4 separate regions of the Mus musculus genome follow, and regions 1, 3 and 4 are each linked to region 2. The links are chromatin contacts, called in public ChIA-PET, Hi-C and promoter capture Hi-C maps. All regions are on one chromosome and are shown on one strand. The core of a region is the stretch at or near the end of the contact, and the rest is flanking DNA. Distances in the headings are between cores, read along the strand shown.

The links. Promoter capture Hi-C pulls out the DNA fragments that hold promoters and counts their contacts. A called contact is a pair of places that touch in the nucleus more often than the background predicts. ChIA-PET counts read pairs in DNA pulled down with a chosen protein or histone mark.
Region 1: an RNA polymerase II ChIA-PET map of memory CD8 T cells shows a contact between it and region 2, with 15 read pairs. The contact joins the enhancer-like site here to the promoter of Acp6 in region 2. A contact is called at or near these places in 1 of 39 promoter capture datasets (the 3T3-L1 cell line), 5 of 115 datasets of contacts at active chromatin or transcription factors (CD8 T cells, embryonic forebrain, embryonic stem cells and 2 more) and 1 of 9 other capture datasets (adipose tissue).
Region 3: a contact with region 2 is called in a Hi-C map of CD8 T cells, with 2.3 times the contacts expected there. The contact joins the enhancer-like site here to the promoter of Acp6 in region 2. A contact is called at or near these places in 18 of 39 promoter capture datasets (the 3T3-L1 cell line, 3T3-L1-derived adipocytes, the HPC-7 cell line and 14 more), 8 of 484 Hi-C or Micro-C datasets (CD4 T cells, CD8 T cells, granulocyte-monocyte progenitors and 4 more), 6 of 115 datasets of contacts at active chromatin or transcription factors (T-cell acute lymphoblastic leukemia, bone marrow-derived macrophages, embryonic basal ganglia and 2 more) and 3 of 9 other capture datasets (adipose tissue, liver and pancreatic islet).
Region 4: a promoter capture Hi-C map of embryonic stem cells shows a contact between it and region 2. The contact joins the enhancer-like site here to the promoter of Acp6 in region 2. A contact is called at or near these places in 7 of 39 promoter capture datasets (HPC-7-derived erythroid cells, cranial neural crest, embryonic stem cells and 4 more), 1 of 484 Hi-C or Micro-C datasets (nephron progenitors), 6 of 115 datasets of contacts at active chromatin or transcription factors (the 230-238 cell line, embryonic basal ganglia, embryonic limb bud and 1 more) and 3 of 9 other capture datasets (adipose tissue, liver and pancreatic islet).

What each region holds. Positions count from the first base shown.
Region 1 is chr3:97,003,224-97,006,148 of GRCm38.p6, forward strand. No RefSeq gene overlaps it. Among named protein-coding and RNA genes, the nearest start is that of Gja5, 28 kb to the right of the region's middle. Within about 2 kb of position 1,393, at least 20 of the 459 cell types and tissues checked have an H3K27ac peak or open chromatin away from gene starts, as enhancers often do. A contact at or near this core is called in CD8 T cells and memory CD8 T cells, where this site is marked.
Region 2 is chr3:97,157,520-97,160,464 of GRCm38.p6, forward strand. It overlaps Acp6 (acid phosphatase 6, lysophosphatidic), which reads left to right and starts at 1,258. Exons shown (of 10, transcript NM_019800.4): 1 at 1,258-1,846. The coding sequence starts at 1,649. n-TEctc12 (a tRNA gene) reads left to right here and starts at 566; the gene lies at 566-637.
Region 3 is chr3:97,292,912-97,295,907 of GRCm38.p6, forward strand. It overlaps a transcript of Bcl9 not described here. Among named protein-coding and RNA genes, the nearest start is that of Gm40101, 36 kb to the right of the region's middle. Within about 2 kb of position 1,615, at least 35 of the 459 cell types and tissues checked have an H3K27ac peak or open chromatin away from gene starts, as enhancers often do. A contact at or near this core is called in CD8 T cells, where this site is marked.
Region 4 is chr3:97,310,942-97,313,797 of GRCm38.p6, forward strand. No RefSeq gene overlaps it. Among named protein-coding and RNA genes, the nearest start is that of Gm40101, 18 kb to the right of the region's middle. Within about 2 kb of position 1,315, at least 87 of the 459 cell types and tissues checked have an H3K27ac peak or open chromatin away from gene starts, as enhancers often do. A contact at or near this core is called in embryonic limb bud, where this site is marked.

The DNA of each region.
Region 1 (2,925 bases), core at 143-2,642, 150 kb before region 2:
TGTTTTGGTTTCCTTGCTTGTAACTCCCCAGGTGGGAAGCCATCTGCCTCAGAGAAAATGACTTCTCACCGGAACTGTATGTAACACGCACGCGCACACACACACACACACACACACACACACACACACACAAACCTGCTTGGCGAATGTTGGCTGTGAATTTCTACTGTGAAGCAATCGCAGTAACTCTTCAGGGGCAACACCCGTTGAGAACAGCTACACTATTTGGCAGCTGACTGTAGGCTCTGAGCTTAGATGGTTCAGCGTCTGAATCCTGACTCCTGAGCTTTCTGCCTGTGAGACCTTGGCATGTTCCTTTAGTGCTTTTGAGCTTCACCCTCTTTCCTGTAGAGTGAAGAACTGTGATAGGTACTCGCCAATCCTTATGGAAATCTTATCAACCAGCTCACGAAAAGGTACTGATAATGGGGTTGAAGGTAAGGTACTGTCTGACTCCAGGGCAAGCATAATCAGCGTTCACATCTTACTCCAGGGGAAGTGGTGCTGATGGAGGAACAGGGTGGTTCAACATCTTAGGCAAATCAAAGTGTGATTCAGAAGAAAAAAGAGCTTCCAAAAGCAACAGAGCTGAGAGGACTGGAAAGGTGGTGGCCAAGAGGAAGATGATTAATTCATTTAGCCAATCTCTGAGTTCTTAGCATTTACCAGCCGCTGCTCTTAGGGCTGGAGATCTAGCAGTAAACCAAGACTACTTAATTTTCAGTCACATGAGCCTGCAATCTAGTGGTGAGAGACAAATGCTAAACATAATGAGCTAAATATCGATGGAGTGTGCTCAAAGGTGTGTGCAGGAGGAGGTTGCCAGGCCCTGTTGGCCTTTGTGGTTTTAAGCAAGGTGGTTAAGGGTGTCTCACAGAGAAGGTGACATCACAGCGAAAAATGAAGGTGGCCAGATTGTGTTCTAAAGGTACCAGACAGCCTGCATGGGCGTGCTACGAGGTGAGGGTGTCAGGAAGTAGAAACCTTGACACCCCAGCCTCAGTCTGCCTTCAGCACCTGGTGAGGTCAAGAAGCAGAAACTTCTGGGCTGGTTGCCTTTTTTCTTTGGTTAGTTTTACATTTAATTAATTAGCTAATTAATTAGGTGTGTGTGTGCACTTGCCACCTACAACATGTGGGTGGGGGTCAGAGGACAACTTGCAGGAGTTGTGGATGTTCAATCCTTCCACCATGTGGGTTCCTGGGGATGGAATTCAGGTCTGTAGGCTCAACAGGCAAGTGGCCCAACCCACAGAGCTATCTTGTTGCCCAGGTTTTGTTTGGTTTTTCTTTTTATGGGACCAACCAGCTGGTAGGACTCCTACCTTCACACCCTGGACCTCAGACTAGCAATTCTTCTTAAGTTGTTTTTGAGACAGGGTTTCACTTTGTACCCTTGGCTGCTTTGAACTTGTGATTTTCCTGCTTTGGTTTCCTGAGGGCTGCATTGCCACACAGGGCAGCAGCCTCATTATAAAGAAAGGCCAGGAGCCTTGAGTCATCGTGTGGGTTGTATGGGTTGCACAACGTGCACAGCTCACCTCAGGGGGGTTGTAGCTGTATTCAGCATTCTCCGACTGTATTCTTGTGAAGAGTTTCAGGTAGACAGCAGCAGAGTGTCCTTAAAACAGTAGGCAAGCACTGTGATAGTCTTCTGACACGTGGGGATAAAGCATCTGGGAAAACAGACAGAAACCCTTTCCTAACTGTCGTTAGGTCACCTAGGAGTCAGCAATAGCCCAAAGGTTTTGGTTTCTGAAATCTCTCACTACTAGTTTGTTTGTTGAGGACTTCCTAGTTTAGTTCTGTGCCTGCCCCACTAAGAGGTCTACTTGTTAGTGGTTAAGAGCACTGGCTGCTCTTGCAGAGAACCCAGGTTCAATTCCCAGTACCCACATAGTAACCGTATGACTCCATCACACACTGGAAGAAACTCCCCAGCAGGGCAGCAATTCCAGAACTCTGTGTAAGAGAAGTTGAGAGGGAAGGGAGAGAGCCAGGAGACATTTCAGACCACATGTTCAGAGAAGCAGGCAGTGCCTACTTAACTTGGGGAATAACTGCTCGAGATGGCAAGCAACGAAACACCATATATGGCTCCTTGACCCTCACTGCATATGGGTCCCTAACTCAGCTCTCCTGCTGTCCCTTGCCTCATCTCTCATCTCTCCTCACCATGGCTTGTGTGTTGGGAACTTGTTCTCCACTGTAGGAGGTCCTTAGATCATTTAGAGTCAAGAGTTCAATTGGAAAAGGGATGGTTAAAGAGATAGCTCAGTGGTTAAGAACACTGGATGCTCTTGCAGAGGGTCCAGGTTCAACTCCTAGTACCCACATGATGGTTCACAACCATCTGTAACTCCAGTCTTAAGGCATCCAGCATCTTCTTCTGGCCTCTGTAAGCATGTAGTGCACAGACATACTTGCAGGCAAAACACCTGTACATATAAACTAAAAATAAGTATATCTTTTGGAAACAGATCTCAGAAGGAATTAAGGAATTTCTGTGGGGCCTGAGCTAGCTTTCAAGGGAATGAGTTGCTATATGGGAGCAAGCCCAATCTTTTGTTCTTAAATTATATTTGTGTGTATGTGTGTGTGTGTGTGTGTGTGTGTGTGTGTGTGTGTGTTGGGAGGGATGCACATGTGCCACAGTGTATGTGTGGAGGTCAGAGGTCAGCCTGAGGTAGTCAATACTCTCCTCACACCATGTGGGTCCTGGGATGAAACTCAGGTTGTCAAGTCTGGTGGAAGTGTTTTACCTGTTGAGTCATTTCGCTGCCCCCAGGTCCTAGCCTTGAATTGCTCTCTGGTTTCCTGTTTTGTGAACTGATCTGTTATGTGGCCTTTCAATAAATCATCTACCAGGGTGATGTAGCCACAAGGGGCTTAGCCAGAGACTGTACCACACTGTTTGGAATTTCA
Region 2 (2,945 bases), core at 8-2,507:
AGGTTAGCCTTGAACTCACAAAGATATGCCTGCCTCTGCTTCCTGAATGCTGAAATTAAAGGCCTGCACCACCACGCAGGGCCAAGATGTATCTTGAGAGTCACTAAAAGAATGTATCTGGTAACTGCTAAGACATTTTGCTGTGAATCTCTTATGGGAAGCCCAGACCCATCCACAGGTGTCTTGTTCTCTCACTAAGCATCTCTCTGTCATAGCTCTTTTGCCTAAAATCGGTTACAAATGGCTTCTAATAAACTGAGACTATTCTGTGAGAAGCCCATAGCCATGTAAGGTGTGTTATGTTCTTTTTTTTTTTTCTTTTTTTTTTTTTTTTCCTGTTGCTTTTCTTTCCATTCCAAACAGACTTCAAGTCTATTTTTTACTGGTTTGCTTTGAAATTCATTTCGAAGTTGAAGCCCACGATACTGTTCCGCAGTTAAAAGATTAGGAGAATGCCTTCAGATGTTGACAACACTACCGCCATTCCTCCAGGCCTCTCCTGACACTCTTTGGTGGCTCCAATCCAGGTCTACTATCTTCCCTCTCAAGCCTCTGTCTCCTAACTTCCCTGGTGGTCTAGTGGTTAGGATTCGGCGCTCTCACCGCCGCGGCCCGGGTTCGATTCCCGGTCAGGGAAATACTGTTTTTTCTCTCACAATTTTCTAAAAAAAGTACTTAATAATCACTCGAGAAAAAACAAAAAACAAAAACAAAACAAAAAAACCGCTGGCTCTAATGCTTTGCGCATGCCCCGAGAGTGCTCTACCGCTGAACTACATCCCTAGCTCAATTTTCTTAAACAAAATGGGGAAAGGGAATTTCACAAATAGGAAGCACTCAGCTGATAGATGTTTCAGGTCTTGACTTTAGTAATCTTGCTTTGGGGACTTCAGGGAATTCTTCCACATTCAAACTACTCCCCTTGCCCACCAATCCTAACACTGCCTCCCCTTACCCTCATTTCCTCCCTACTCACCCCAGGCAAAGCCTCAAGGGAAAAAAAAAAAAAAACAGACGAAATCCCTTAATTACCCGGGGCTTCTTGGCAGCCTTAAATTGAAGACTGGCGGGACTGGGAGTGGAACGTGGGAGGCGTGGGGGGGGGGGGCGGGACCTTAAGCATGGCGGGGGGCCGACGGAACTGCCCTCCCTGGGGACCTCGGCCGCGCATAGCATTGTGGAAGTTGTAGTTTTTACGGGTCTGAGTTTCCAGATCGGACGAAGTCTCAGGACTCACTTTCCCGTGCTCCTGTGCGCAGACTTAATTGGAGCAGGTCCGTGGGAGGTCAGGAGATTGCGTGGGGAGCTTGGTTATAAAATGTGGACCCGAATCCCGGGTGTCCGAGGAACTTCTGCTTTTGCGGCCTCCCCTTCACACGGTTTGAAGTGCAAGTTTCAGGTCCAAGTAACTGCCCTGACTGAGCCTGCATGCAGTAGGGGCGGCCGGCAGACGCTAGGCTTAAACTACTAGACAATCTTTCTGCTCCCACCCCTTTCTCTCCACCTCCGGCCTGACTGTCGCTGGGTCGCCCCGCTAGAGTCGCTTGTTCTGAGAGCTTGGATGCACTTGCCCTCCAGTTCCCGCGAACTTCTGAGTAGCTGCTGAGCCGCGTTGCCTGCGGAGCCCTCAGCTTCCACAGCCTCCATCATGCGCGTGTGGGTCCCCGTGGGTGTCCTGACCTCGCTGGCTTACTGCTTCCACCAGCGGCGGGTGGCCCTGGCCGAGCAGCGGGCTCCTAATGGCCAGCGTCCGGTGGACCGCAACCTACTGGAGCTGAAAATGGTGCAGGTGGTGTTTCGACACGGGGCACGGAGTCCGCTCAAGCCTCTCCCGCTGGAGGAGCAGGTGAGAGGCGGCCCACAGAGGGGTTCTTGGGGACACACTTTAGCGTCCCCCGTCGGGGCTCGGGCTGGGTCCAGACCAGAGGGAAACAACAGTAGACTGGCCCTCAGGCTGTGGCCTGGAGTCATCATCCCATGCTCATCCCAAACCACCGGTGTGGTGTGTAAGCCTTCCTGGCTAGGGCAGCCCCTGCCCCCCAAACTTTCAGTTGCTTGGTGTAGTGAAACTTTTCAAAGATGCATAAGAATGTCCCAGGCGGGGGTTCTTATTTAAATGCAGATTCTGATTCTGCGGATGTGGAGTTGGGTCACGTTTCGTAGTTCTGTGGTTGAACTTGAGTTCAAGGACCTTGTAAGTGCCTGGTTGTTAATAACAGAGATCATTGTACCAGGAGATACCTTTAGTGCTTCCGCAGTACAGAGCAAGCTGGCACCTTTGGAACCAGATCTTAATACAGATTTTTCTTGTGGGCTTGCCAGAGACCATTTGAGATCTTGTGAAGTCTTATTGCGGACAAGGACTGTATCTTGGGGTTCTTTAAGGTCAGGTTTAGAAATCTGGAAAGGATTTGTGGTAAGAAGGAGGGAAAGTTAATTAACTAATTTTGTGGCTATAAGTCAGGATAATTATGATTAAAGCACAAATAATTAGCTTTTTGTTTAAAAAATAACCCCTAACAGTATACAAGAAAAGGGCACCAGAAGTCCCTAACACCCCGGGTTGAATTTACCCATGGAGTCTGTATTTGTTCAGTTGCAAATACTCTTAATGGTCATTTCTGTTTTCCTGAAGGGCTGTGAGTTATAGTTTCAACCCAAGATCTGGTCTTTAAAGAGGGTTACACATGAAAAAGCCAAGCAACCAGGGCAGCTCTCACATAAATAAATATCTTTTAGCAGGTGTTTGTTTACCAGGTCTCCAGTTAGCCTGTTCCTATGGCTGTACTACTTTCTGTCTGGCACTGCAACCCACTCTACGCCTTTAACATTAGATCTCTCAGGTTGTCTTATCATTTTGTCTACACATGCCCACCTCTTTGCACCCCTCCTCTCTCTCTATTCTTATTAAAGAGTGTTAGAGAGATATATTTATGTTTTAGACA
Region 3 (2,996 bases), core at 365-2,864, 140 kb after region 2:
CGTGAGAACAGCAAAGCTAAGAGATGCACCCAGTGCCCATCCATTTTAAATTCATACTTATTATACAGGAAGACGTGCATTCAAAACAGCTTATTCTTTTGAAAATGGCTCTTTAGTCGCTCGCACATGTGCCTGCATGCTGACTGGCAAATTCTCTTGCAATCCATAAATTAAAATTCCACTCTTTCCTAACGTGCTTTCACTTCAAAATGTCAATATAGTTTGTATGGATGCATATGTGTACACATTTATTCTACATATCCACAAAGCCCACTGTATTTATTTGGCAGCCGCAGCTCTTGAAAGGGGCCTCATCTAGATGGCTAGACTGTCCCCTTAGCCTGTTCACAGAATCAGAAAAACAACTGACTAGCAAAGCTGAAGGGAACCATAAAGATGACTTAGTCCAAATCCTTCACTCCAACACGAATCCAGAGTGGGAGAACAAGGATTCTGTCAAACTCAAGCCAAAAGCTGGTATAATGCCCATTATAGAAAACATGCCACTATTAAGTCAGAAATAGAAATCTCTTCCGCTGATTTACTAACTAAAATTATTGTTAAAAATCTTTAGAATTTTGGGGTTTTTTTTTGTTTTAAAAAATAAAATAAAATAAAATAAAAAGTCAGGGAGTGGGATGCCCAAACTATGGCTCTTTCTGTCCTGTCACCACAGAGCCTTCGATATGAATTGTGTAGCCCTCTTTTTTGTTTCCCATCTCCTGAGGAGATGCTCTATCACAGTGGTTCTCGGACTTCCTAATGTTGTAACCCTTTAATACAGTTCCCCACGTTGTGGTGACCCCCAACCATAAACTTATTTTGTTGCTACTTCATAGTTGTAATTTTGCTACTATTATGAATTGCAACGTCAACATCTGCATTTTCAGATGGTCTTTGAAGACCCCTGTGAAACCGTCAGAGACGGCACAACCCAAGCCACTAGCGTAATAGGATTGTTTAATTGGTTAGCCATCTCACCCTGAGGCTACCTTGCCACTCCTTAGATGACCCACATGGAACCTTATTTAAATATCACATGAGGTTGACAATAGCACCTACTCCAGAGAGCTGCCAGGGCAGAGGACTAAGCATCCATCTTAGTTCGCATTGAGATGCCAAAGCTTAAAAGAAATAAAGTGGAAACTTTATATCTTATATGTATGTCTCTTGTAGGGAGAAAACCCACCAATTTCCTTCTGTAAAACTCCATACAAAAACATCATTTGTGACTAATGAGTTTAGGGAGTGCCTTGCACTGGTGTTGGTCTTGCCTATAGTGGGTGGAAGCACTCAATATAAGTGTCTGTAAACAATCCTTTAAAATGTCCTAACAGTCTTCACTTTTATTCTCTTGGATGTAAGGTTGACCTGTATGCCTGCTCTCTGGTTGCCCATTAAATCTTTCTTCCACCCAGATCCTCATTTTATTCACCTTTCAACTCCCTTACTCTCTTTGGGTGACTCTCTCCAGTGCCAACTCAAGCTGCCTCCCACACGTCTAGGGGAGTGTGTCCGGAAGTGACCAAAGACACTGAATCGAGTGCATCCTGCTGAGAGAGAAGGCCTAAGCCACAGGTTCCAAATGCAGACAAGACAAGCTCCTGATTTAGGTTGTTGCTATAACGTGGGCTTGAGCACGTCACTGTGTAACAACGACGGGTGCATTGAAATGACTCTCACTTTGCCCGACACGTGATTTAACCACACACACAATGTGTGTGGGTTCCTGAAATGTAGGCACCTAACCTGTGATTTGTGTGTATGGGTGGTGGTGGTGGGGGGGGGGCATGTCTGTCTTCTCTTTAAACCATTAAGTTAATCTTTAAAAAAGATGAAGCAGGTTGACAGCCCGGAAGACAACATTACCCTGAATACTAGAGAAAGCCGGGAAGATGTTAGGATGAGCGCTGAGTGACTCTTTAGAAGTGACTAGCAGCATGGGTGCGTGTTCTCTCTAAGGCAGGCTATAAAGAGGAAGTGGGGGTACTTCTGACATCACCAAACCAGTAAGAGTTTAATAACCTGGCCCTAAATGGGATTGACTGAACTCACTTTCTTGGTAAGATTTTGCCGTATAGTTAGATAACAGGCTCTGCTGGGAAGGGTGGGGAAGACAGTATTATTGTAATATTGTCTTTGGAGTTCCAAAACAACAGTGAGAATGGTGGAGTTTCCTGCTCCCAAGTCTTTAGTATCAGCCCAGGAACCATGGGAGATGTAAAGGGGACCTCGATGACCACAGTCCTCCAACACCTGTTAGGGCTGACGAAGAGGTTACAGTGAATGGGAATTACCCAGATAATGATTGTTACGTAGACCAGCTCACAACAAGTGTGTAGGGTGCAGGGATGGGGGTGGGCATTTTCTTCAGCTGTTGGGGTTCTTGGGCTCTGTGAGACTGGAACAGGGGACCTCAGTCACGTAGACAAAAACGACAGTTTGGAAGGCCAATAACTTCTACAGTCTTACGCTGCATTGTGATGCCTGCATGCTGTTTAATATGCATTAGCAGTGTTGGAACCACTGGTTTGTGTGATTCTGTGGCTCATGTGGATCATACTAACAAGACCAGACATCGCCCGAGGATGGGCCCCTAACATTTTCCTCCATCCTCAAAAAACAGGGCCTGAAGCAAGTCAACGGTGCAACTGATGCCTCCCGTGTCTGGGCCCTGTTGTGATGTGAACCTGGCACAGGGTGCTGGCTGAACCCAGTGCGTTGAGTGGAACAGGGAAAGGTGCCTGCTCGTGTGTGAGGGCAAGCAGTGACGAGGTTGGAGTGGACGGTGAGACAACCTTCAGAGGGCTTGGGACCCTGTGCTGCAGTCAGCTTCACCAAGCACCCACATCTAAAAACATGACAAGTAACCTTCCGTCTCCCTTCCGGTTCTGAAATGCTAACATTTTAAAAGAGATATCTGGACTCAGAAGCTTGCCAAAGACAAATCATAGGGAACTCTCCAGCCTTCACAGCAGACGATGATTAAGTCTGAG
Region 4 (2,856 bases), core at 65-2,564, 150 kb after region 2:
AACTCAGAGGCAGGAACTGAGGCAGAAGCCAAAGAGGACCTCTGCTTGTTTGCTTGCGTATGACGCATGTACTCAGCCTGCTTTCTTATGTCACTCAGGAGTGCCAGCCCAGGGATGACACCAGCTCCGGTGGGGTGAACCCTCTCACTTCAGTCCTTAATCAAGAAAATGCAGGCGGGGTTTGGTGGGACACACCTTTATTCCCTGCACTCAGAGGCTGAGGCTGGAGGATCTCAGTGAATCCAACGCAGCCTGGTCTCCCTGGTGAGTTCCAGGCCAGCCAGGGATACATAGTGAGACCCTCCTCAAACAGGCTGCTCTCAGCCCAATAGGCTTCTAGCCTCTCAGAGCAGGATCACATTCTGGCCACCATTCTCACACTGAATACCAGGGTTGGCCTTGGCCCCCAACTTCTCTCAGGAGCTCATGTAAGTAAAGGAGGAGCTTGTGTTCAGGTGTAGAGTTGCAGGATTGTAATCCTAGCATTTGGGAGGCGGAGATGGATAGATTGAAAGGGGAATTCAGAATCAATCTGGACTACACAGCAAGTTCAAGGCTGGTCTTCCGCAAATAAAACCTCATTCCAGAAAAGCAAACAGTGGGACTGCAGCATAGTGGTGTAAGGCCCTGTGTTTGTTTTTTGGTAGAACACACGTGCACACGCACACGTGCACACACACTGGCACACGAACATGCACTCATGCACACAGTCACGCATGCATGTGTGCACACACGCACATAGATACATACGGGCACACACAGAGACATGCATGCATGCGCGTGCGCGCGCGCGCGCGCGCGCACGCACGCACACACACACACACACACACACACACACACACACACACAGAGTCTGTAAATGAATGTGTATATATAAGTGTGAACAAATGAAGGGATACCCTCTTTGCCTTAACTGATCGTTGCAGTTAGCTGTTTGCGGGTATAATCATAAACAATCCTGCCTCAGTATCTAATGGATTCTCTCAGCAAGAGATTGTAAACCCAAGAGCCAGAGCCGCCTCCAGCCTTCCTTTTTTCTCACCCCGCTCATGCCAGCGCTGAGAAACGGAGCAGACCAGTAAATACTTCTTGAAGAATTGCACCCGCCCCTCTGACCAGGCGTGGAAGTAACTGTACCGAAGAAATTGGTCTGGTGCATTAACAACCGGTTCTAGCTGGCCCGCGTGCTGCTTCACAGCGCTGCTTTTCTCCTGTTTGCTCTTACTCAAGTCTCAAGTCTGTTTCTATAGCCTGCGGCTAAGCTGAACTCGGCAGTCAGCTCGGCTCCCACTCGCCTCATTCAGTTCGTGCCAACAGCAGTTTTCCTGGGGAATCTTTCCTTCCCTCCGCCCCCACCGCCTGCGCCTGCGCTGAGCCGGATCTGGAAGGCAAACCCCTGGCTTTGTCATCATCCTGCAAGGCTGGAAAGGTCGCAGTGACTCCAGACATAACGGGGATGGCCTGCATTTTAGTGTGAGCTGGCATACAGCTGCTTAAGAGGTGGCTGCTAAAATGTATTCCCTACATCTAAAACTAATACTACTCAGTAGGTTACCGGAGCAGGCTGAAGTGTGAAAGTTGAGAATATTAGAAGTCAACATGACACGCGGAGCAGTTCTCTGGAGTCTGCGCATTCTTACAGCAGTGACACTAGCTAAAATACATAGCCAGGTATATATTTTTATGTATGTAAGAGTTTTGCCGGCATGTATGCCTGGTCAGAAGGTGGCATCGGACACCCCGGAACTGAAGTTAGACATGGCTGTGATCCACCATATGGGATCCTCTGCAAAAGCAGCAAGCCCCCCTAACTTCTGAGTCATCGCTCCAGCCCCAGCTATGTTTTTTGTTTTGTTTTGATTATTTGTTGTTGCAGTTGTTTTGAGACGGGGTCTTACTGTATTGTATATCCCTGGCTGGCTTGGAACTCTCTGTGTAGATCAGGCTGGCCTTGAACTCACAGAGATCTGCCTGGCCCTGTTTCTCAGGATTAAAGGTGTGTGACACCACAGTCAGCCAGCTGTAGTTTTATGTATTTTTATTGAGTGTTTTAAGCCTCAGTGCAGCCTCTTAGGGCAAGCGTGCTGTCATGGTTGCCATTTTACCAATTAGGAAACGGAAAGATTATCTACCCTGTAAAAGAGACAGGAAATGGCTGAATCCTAGCACTTAAATATTTGTGTGTATGTGTGTGAGTATGGCTTGGAGGCATGCCTTGCACTTACTGCTGCCATCTCTCGCCTCCTTTCCCATGCCTTCCCCTGCACAAAGTTGAATTTAGCTTTGGTAAATAAAGGCCTTCAGGACCAGCAGGATCTCTGAGGGAAACAAGTCTACCACAGCCACCGCTGACGCTGGGAATTGCTGAACACATCTCTGACTGACTGAGCACTTGTTAACAGCACCCAAACTGCTTGGTTACTCTCCTTTCTACATTTTCCCATCAATCTGTCTGTCTGTCTATCTAATTCAAAGCCTCACTTTCTTCACAAGGGGAAACTTCTGTCTTGCCTTCCTCTCTGTGGGTTTCGGGGAGTGAGGTTGGTCTTGCACACCTCTCTTTTCCTTCAGTGGCCTGGCTCCTCTAGGATTCAGCCCTCAGCTTTTCTCAAACTCATTGCCCAATGGTTGCCGTAGAAACCCCCCAAGGGTCTGGTGGTCACATGTGCAGCAGGAAACTCAACCAGGTCTAAGCTCAGCAGCAGTCAGTCCCCATCTTGTCAGGATCAAGCCAGATGGCTGCTTACCCTTCTGAGTGGGAGCCTTTGTGGAAAACAGGAAGGATGGGGCTGAGTGGTCTGTCTCCATTGGCTGACAGCAGGGGGTTCCCCATCAAGTGCTGGGATTGGAACCTGA